2 separate regions of the Rattus norvegicus genome follow, and region 2 is linked to region 1. Evidence: chromatin contacts called from public Hi-C data. All regions are on one chromosome and are shown on one strand. The core of a region is the stretch at or near the end of the contact, and the rest is flanking DNA. Distances in the headings are between cores, read along the strand shown. Region 1 has its middle 13 kb from the start of Dab2ip. Region 2 overlaps Dab2ip (DAB2 interacting protein).

Region 1 (2,700 bases), core at 11-2,510:
CAGCCTTCAGATGAAGATGTAGAACTCTCAGCTCCTCCTGCACCAGGCCTGCCTGGATGCTACCCTGCTCCCTCCCTTGATGATAATGGACTGAACCTCTGAACGTGTAAGCCAGCCCCAATTGAATGCTGTCCTTATATGAGTTGCCTTGGTCATGGTGTCTGCTCACAGCAGTCAAACCCTAACCGAGACACTGCTTAAGCAAACTACCACGTGGCCAAGGTCCGGGTTCAGCTGGGAGACCCTGCCTCAGTGAAGAAGAGTGAAGGAAGATTCCCAATGTCTGCCTCAGGCTCCATATGTGTGCCTACAGATGTACACTCCCACAGGTGAGAGCGCACACACAGCCCTTGCATACCACAAACACAAACACACACATTTTTTTTTTTCTGAGACAGGGTTTTTCTCTTTAGGACTGGCCATCGGGGGATTCACACTGCAGACCAGGCTGGCCTCAAACTCAGAGATCCGCCTGCCTCTCTCTCCCAAGGGCTGGGATTAAAGGTGTGTGCCACCGCTGCCTGGCCCACAAACACATTTTTTTAAAGATTTATTTATTTATTATATATAAGTACACTGTCTTCAGACACACACCAGAAGAGGGAAGGGCATCAGATCTCATTACAGATGGTTGGGACCACACATATATATATACACACACACTACATACACACACACATACACACACACACACACACACCATGTTCTGTAGAAAAAACACTGAAGCCTATTTGACAAAGTATGATCCGTGTTTAACTTGGCAGATAAGAGATGATAATTCTGAAAAAAAAATGTCTATTTTTGTCTCATAGAATCCATGTCATTTATACATTTGCATTAGATAAATATTACCTAATACTTGCCAATCACCAACAGACCAATGATAATGTTGAAGAAGTAGGTTGAAAATACATCATGAGAATCTTTATATAATTAAGTGTCCTTAGCTGGGCCTGGTGGTACATGTCTGTAACCCCGGCTACTTAGAAGGCTGAAACAGGAGGATTTTGAGTTCAAGGCCTGTCTGTGCTACAGAGTGAGTTCAAGTCCAGCCTAGGCAATTTAAGGAGACTTTGTCTCAAAAAGAGTTTTTAAAGAAAAAGGAAAAGGAAAGTGAAAAGAGGACTGGGAATGGAACCCAGGGCTTAGAGCACCTTTCTGGTTGGGCAAAACAAACAAATGTCCTGGCTCCGAGCGGAACCGCCTTGTTGTGCTGGCCCAGCTCGACCACACGGTGGCGCTGCTAGGCTGCCGACTGCTTCCAGCCCCTGGACCATGGAGAGAAGGGGTGGGGTGTCTTAGAGAACAGATTTATTTCCTCAGCATCCTGCCGACAGCCTCAGTAGGTGGCATTTGGAGTAGACTCTCAGTAAGTCAGCAGACCCCATGGGTGGCTCCTGCTGCTGTGAGTCAAATAGCTTCACATCTGCTAGTGACAAGCGTCGATACTCTGGTCAAGCCTGTATGACCTTCAGGATCTGCTTTCGAGGTACTGAGTTCTAGGTTCTGCAGGAGCGGAAGCCATCGTGGCCCACCTCGCCTGTGACGGGAGTTAACTGTAAGAGAGGGGGGGGTCTGTGGCGAAGTGGTTGGTCCTGGCTCCCTCTGCACGGAAACTGGGGCCTCTGACCTCAGTCCCTGAGCAAGCGATGTCTGCTCAGGACCTTCCACAGCTCCCTACCACCCTTAGAAGAAAGTCAAGTTCCGAAGCTGGCTTCTGGGACTCATGGGCTTCCAGGAATCAACCCATGCTCCGACTCCTTAGATCCCTTTCCTCCCTTCTGTCTGTCACTCATTGCTCCCGTTCTTGTGAACGCTCTTCCACTTCCTGTAGCATAAATACTGCGTCCTTCTGGAATTCTCTCCAGCTCCCTCCCTCCCCAACGCTACGCCGGATTCTGGCCATATGTTGGGCAGGGCTCTATGGGAACCCAGAGCCTGTCTGCCTGGATCATCGCCTCTCTCCTGTGCCAGGACCTGGGGCACCCAGCAGGCTCTCACATGTCCCTGCACTGTGTACCAAGGCTGGAAAACAGTCACTGCCTGGCGGCGGGGGGTCCTTTAGGGGAACCCAGAGACATGGTAAAGGCGCTTCCAGGGCTCCTGACATACAGCTCTCTCTGGATCAGACTGAAGTCAACACACAAGATAGGTATCCATCAGCCTGGTCTCTTTCCAGCACACGCCGACTAGACCCAGCATGTAGCCCCCACTGACGTACTGGTTATAGACAGCTTCCAGAGAATGTCCCTGCATTCTGTCACCTGACTATATCTATTCTCTACCTGTTTCTCCCCCACAGTCTATCTCGGGGTGGACTCCATCACCCACCCGCCACCAATGCTCTGTGACTCCTAGGATCCTGTGAGGTAATTCATTTCCTGTCTATCTTTTTCAGTTCCTCAAATGACATGCTGTGGTTCTTCCTTTCCTGAGTTCATTTTGCTCCCCCACCCGGGGCGGCCACCTCTGTTTCTAGGGGATGTGTGTAAATTCCTTCAGTTTCTGTTCACACCACCGTTCTTTCAGGAAGCCCTCGCTGATTTAGTGTCACTCTGTGAGGTTCCCACAATCAGCAGAGCTTCCCTTGTTCTCATCTTGTTGACACCGTGTGGCCCTTGCTCATGGTCTACCTTTTGATTGCAGATGGCATTTGGTCCTTACCCTATGGCCTCTCGCCACCGCCTAAGTGCCAAGTGC
Region 2 (2,952 bases), core at 401-2,900, 170 kb after region 1:
TTTTGTTTGCTTCTTTCTCCCATGCCGTCTCCTTTGGCCTTACATGGTCTGGCCCTAAGGCTTTATGCCCCCACCCCCACCCCCCGTGGAACCCTTCATGTCACCCAACCATCCATACCCTTGCAGCCAGGAGCACCAGCTCAGAGCTGGCACAGGAAGTGTTTGCTTTTCCCAAAGGATACACAGAGGCAAGCCTACTAGATGAGCAGTGGCCTTAGAAAGGGGTCAGTGGCCAGTGCTTGCGATAGTACCCTCCTGTCCCAGTCCCTCAGCTTGTGTTGCATGAGATGTCCCTCTGGGGTAGGGGGACAACTGTAGAGTCTTGAGCACCCTTAGAACACACTGTCATCTCCCTGCTAGGCTGTATTCTCAGCCTTTGCCCTTCATTCCATGGGGAAGACCTTGTGTGGACAGTCTCTGTTTCTTCCTTCTGCATCTGGGACAGGCTTTTCTCCTGGACAAGACGTCAGTAGACATCACCTGGCTCAAGCATCAGGCTGGAGGGCTGCCTGCCCCTGTTCATAGGCGACTTTGCTGATTCTGCCTCATTCTGCCACATGCCCTGCCTGCTGGGCTCAGGACAGAGCCAGTAGTATATTAGGTCCAGGGAGCACTGGGTCTGGTCTGCCCTAGGGTGAAAAGGCAGGGAAGGTGGTGCCCGCTGTGCCTTCGTAACTGTCACCCTAGGAAAGTCTTTATTCGTCTCCCCAGCGAGTCCACCACAGTGTTCTCACTAGCTGGGGGTACTCCCCTGCTCAGTCATTTTGAGCTCTGTGGAAAACCCAGATTCCTGTGACATCATTCAGGCAGGGTCTCGATATGAGTCTCGATAGCCTGAAGTGGGAGCCCAAGGAACAGCATCTGTCTGCCCTGTGGTTTTGTTTTCTTCATGCTTCTGGACCCAGAAGCCTAATGTTGGAACAGAAAGATGTCTTTCTCCTGGGGAAGAGCTGTTGTATTCCAGTTCCGCCAGCCTTCATGCTTAGTGCACTTGGACCCTTCACTGAACCTACCCTGTCTGTTGAGCAGCCTCTCTGCCCACCCTGTGCTGGCTGTGTCCCCCACAGTGTCTTAGAGTGCATGGCAGCACTGCCCAGCACACATCTCTGCCTAGTGGACAGTCATCCGGCTTGGCTGCAGAGCCCTGAGCTCGTTCCACCATCAGCATAGGTGTGGGTTTGGGAATCGGGGTTCCATGCGACTCAGAAACAGATCTGGCCCTGAACTGTCCAAGGCCCTACCTGACCCCCCAGGCCCATCTTTGTTCCTGTGCAGTGTCTTCCCTCGGGAACTTAAAGAGGTGTTCGCCTCATGGCGGCAGGAGTGTAGCAGCCGCGGCCGGCCTGATATCAGTGAACGACTCATTAGCGCCTCCCTCTTCCTTCGCTTCCTGTGCCCTGCCATCATGTCGCCCTCGCTCTTCAACCTGCTTCAGGAGTATCCTGACGACCGCACAGCTCGCACCCTCACGCTCATCGCCAAAGTTACCCAGAACCTGGCCAACTTTGCCAAGTGAGTGTTTCATCCCATGGGGTTGAAGTAGACAGGGACAGAAACTTGGGGTGTGTGTGCTCTTGACCCAGGCTAGTGCAGTGGGCCTTGGTTTTATCCCTGTCTCCCTCAGCCTCCCCACAGCCACTTGCTTCAGAATAAAACCTCCTCCACAGCCACCCTCCCAGTAGTGCAGTGCCGTTTTGGAATGCTTCTTTGGATTTTAAAGGTGGGAAGACAAGATATTTTTCCCTTCTGCGTATTTGAGTTAACACATTATCATAAAGTGCCATAAGGCTTCGAGTCTGTCTTTGAGCACCGAGCTCCACTTTGTAGGGAATGGCTGATTTCCTGGGTAGCTGGGCACTTGGGTTAATACTGCCAGGATGATTACCTGTAAAGCACATCTGGTGGTTTGGGCTGTGTAAAGTTCTTTTTTTTTTTTTAAGATTTAATCATTTTATGTGTGAGTTTTTGCCTCCGTGTATGTCTGTATACTACATGAGTGCTTGGTGCCCACAGAGGTCAGAAGAGGGCATCAGACGCCCAGAAACCAGATTAGGGATGGCTGTGAAATACTGTGTGGATGTTGGAAATTGAATCTGGGTCCTCTGCCTATGCTCTCAACCACTGAGCATCTCTAAGCCCCTTGGCTGCCAGTTTAGACAGTGTAGATAAAGTGGCAGGGCTGGGTAATCCTGTCATTAGTTCACAGTTGTGGATCGAGCCCTTTTCTAGGTCTGTCGGTGCTGGGCCTTGACTGTGAGTGTGGGAGGCAAGTGCAGTGGAGAGAAGGGTGGGGCCAAGACGATGCCAAAGTCTCAGGAGAGCAAAGGCTTTGGGGAGAAAAGACAGGAAGACCAATCATCTAGCTCAGACAAGAAACAGAAGCTGGCTTGATGGTAAAGCCTGGTACCAAAGGCATCTAGGTCACCAAGACAAAGCTGGGAGAGACAGGAAGTAACTGATGAGGGCTACAGGAACCTGAAGGCCACACGGTATAGAGGTGGACCATACAGCATGGCCCTTACCTCCTCTGGCCTCTGCAAAGGATCTCCACTGAACAAGGTATGTCTGGTAAGGAGAGACTGAGGGAGGCTATAGCCAGACTTCAGTTAAAAATGATGGGCACTGGCTAAAGGAGGCAGTGGCACAGGGACAGATAGTAGGTGACAAGATCAGGTCAGCAGGCCTTGTCATTTGGAGAAAATGAAGGAGAGCTGACACCACTGCCAAGCCTCTGACTTGTTCGGTGGTCTCTTCCCTTGGGAAAGGGAAATTTGGAGGAGGAGACAGGGCTTGAGGGGGGTGTCCCTGATGACCCCAAAACCTCAACTGGGCCAAGTGTGGATCTGAAATTGACCTATGTACTGGGCTTTCCCGTCTGCAGGAAAAGAGGCAGGGCCCATAAGGGGCAGTGTTAGAGGAAACATGAACACTAGTTACTTTAGTTCCTGCAAA

What was found. A called contact is a pair of places that touch in the nucleus more often than the background predicts.
Region 2: a Hi-C map of prefrontal cortex shows a contact between it and region 1, with 2.5 times the contacts expected there. The contact joins two enhancer-like sites. A contact is called at or near these places in 4 of 12 Hi-C or Micro-C datasets (frontal cortex, liver, mammary epithelial cells and 1 more).

The regions. Positions count from the first base shown.
Region 1 is chr3:39,298,086-39,300,785 of GRCr8, forward strand. No RefSeq gene overlaps it. Among named protein-coding and RNA genes, the nearest start is that of Dab2ip, 13 kb to the right of the region's middle. Within about 2 kb of position 1,261, at least 11 of the 93 cell types and tissues checked have an H3K27ac peak or open chromatin away from gene starts, as enhancers often do. A contact at or near this core is called in prefrontal cortex, where this site is marked.
Region 2 is chr3:39,466,766-39,469,717 of GRCr8, forward strand. Dab2ip (DAB2 interacting protein) reads left to right here. Exons shown (of 16, transcript NM_138710.4): 9 at 1,276-1,512. Among named protein-coding and RNA genes, the nearest start is that of Dab2ip, 160 kb to the left of the region's middle. Within about 2 kb of position 1,651, at least 7 of the 93 cell types and tissues checked have an H3K27ac peak or open chromatin away from gene starts, as enhancers often do. A contact at or near this core is called in prefrontal cortex, where this site is marked.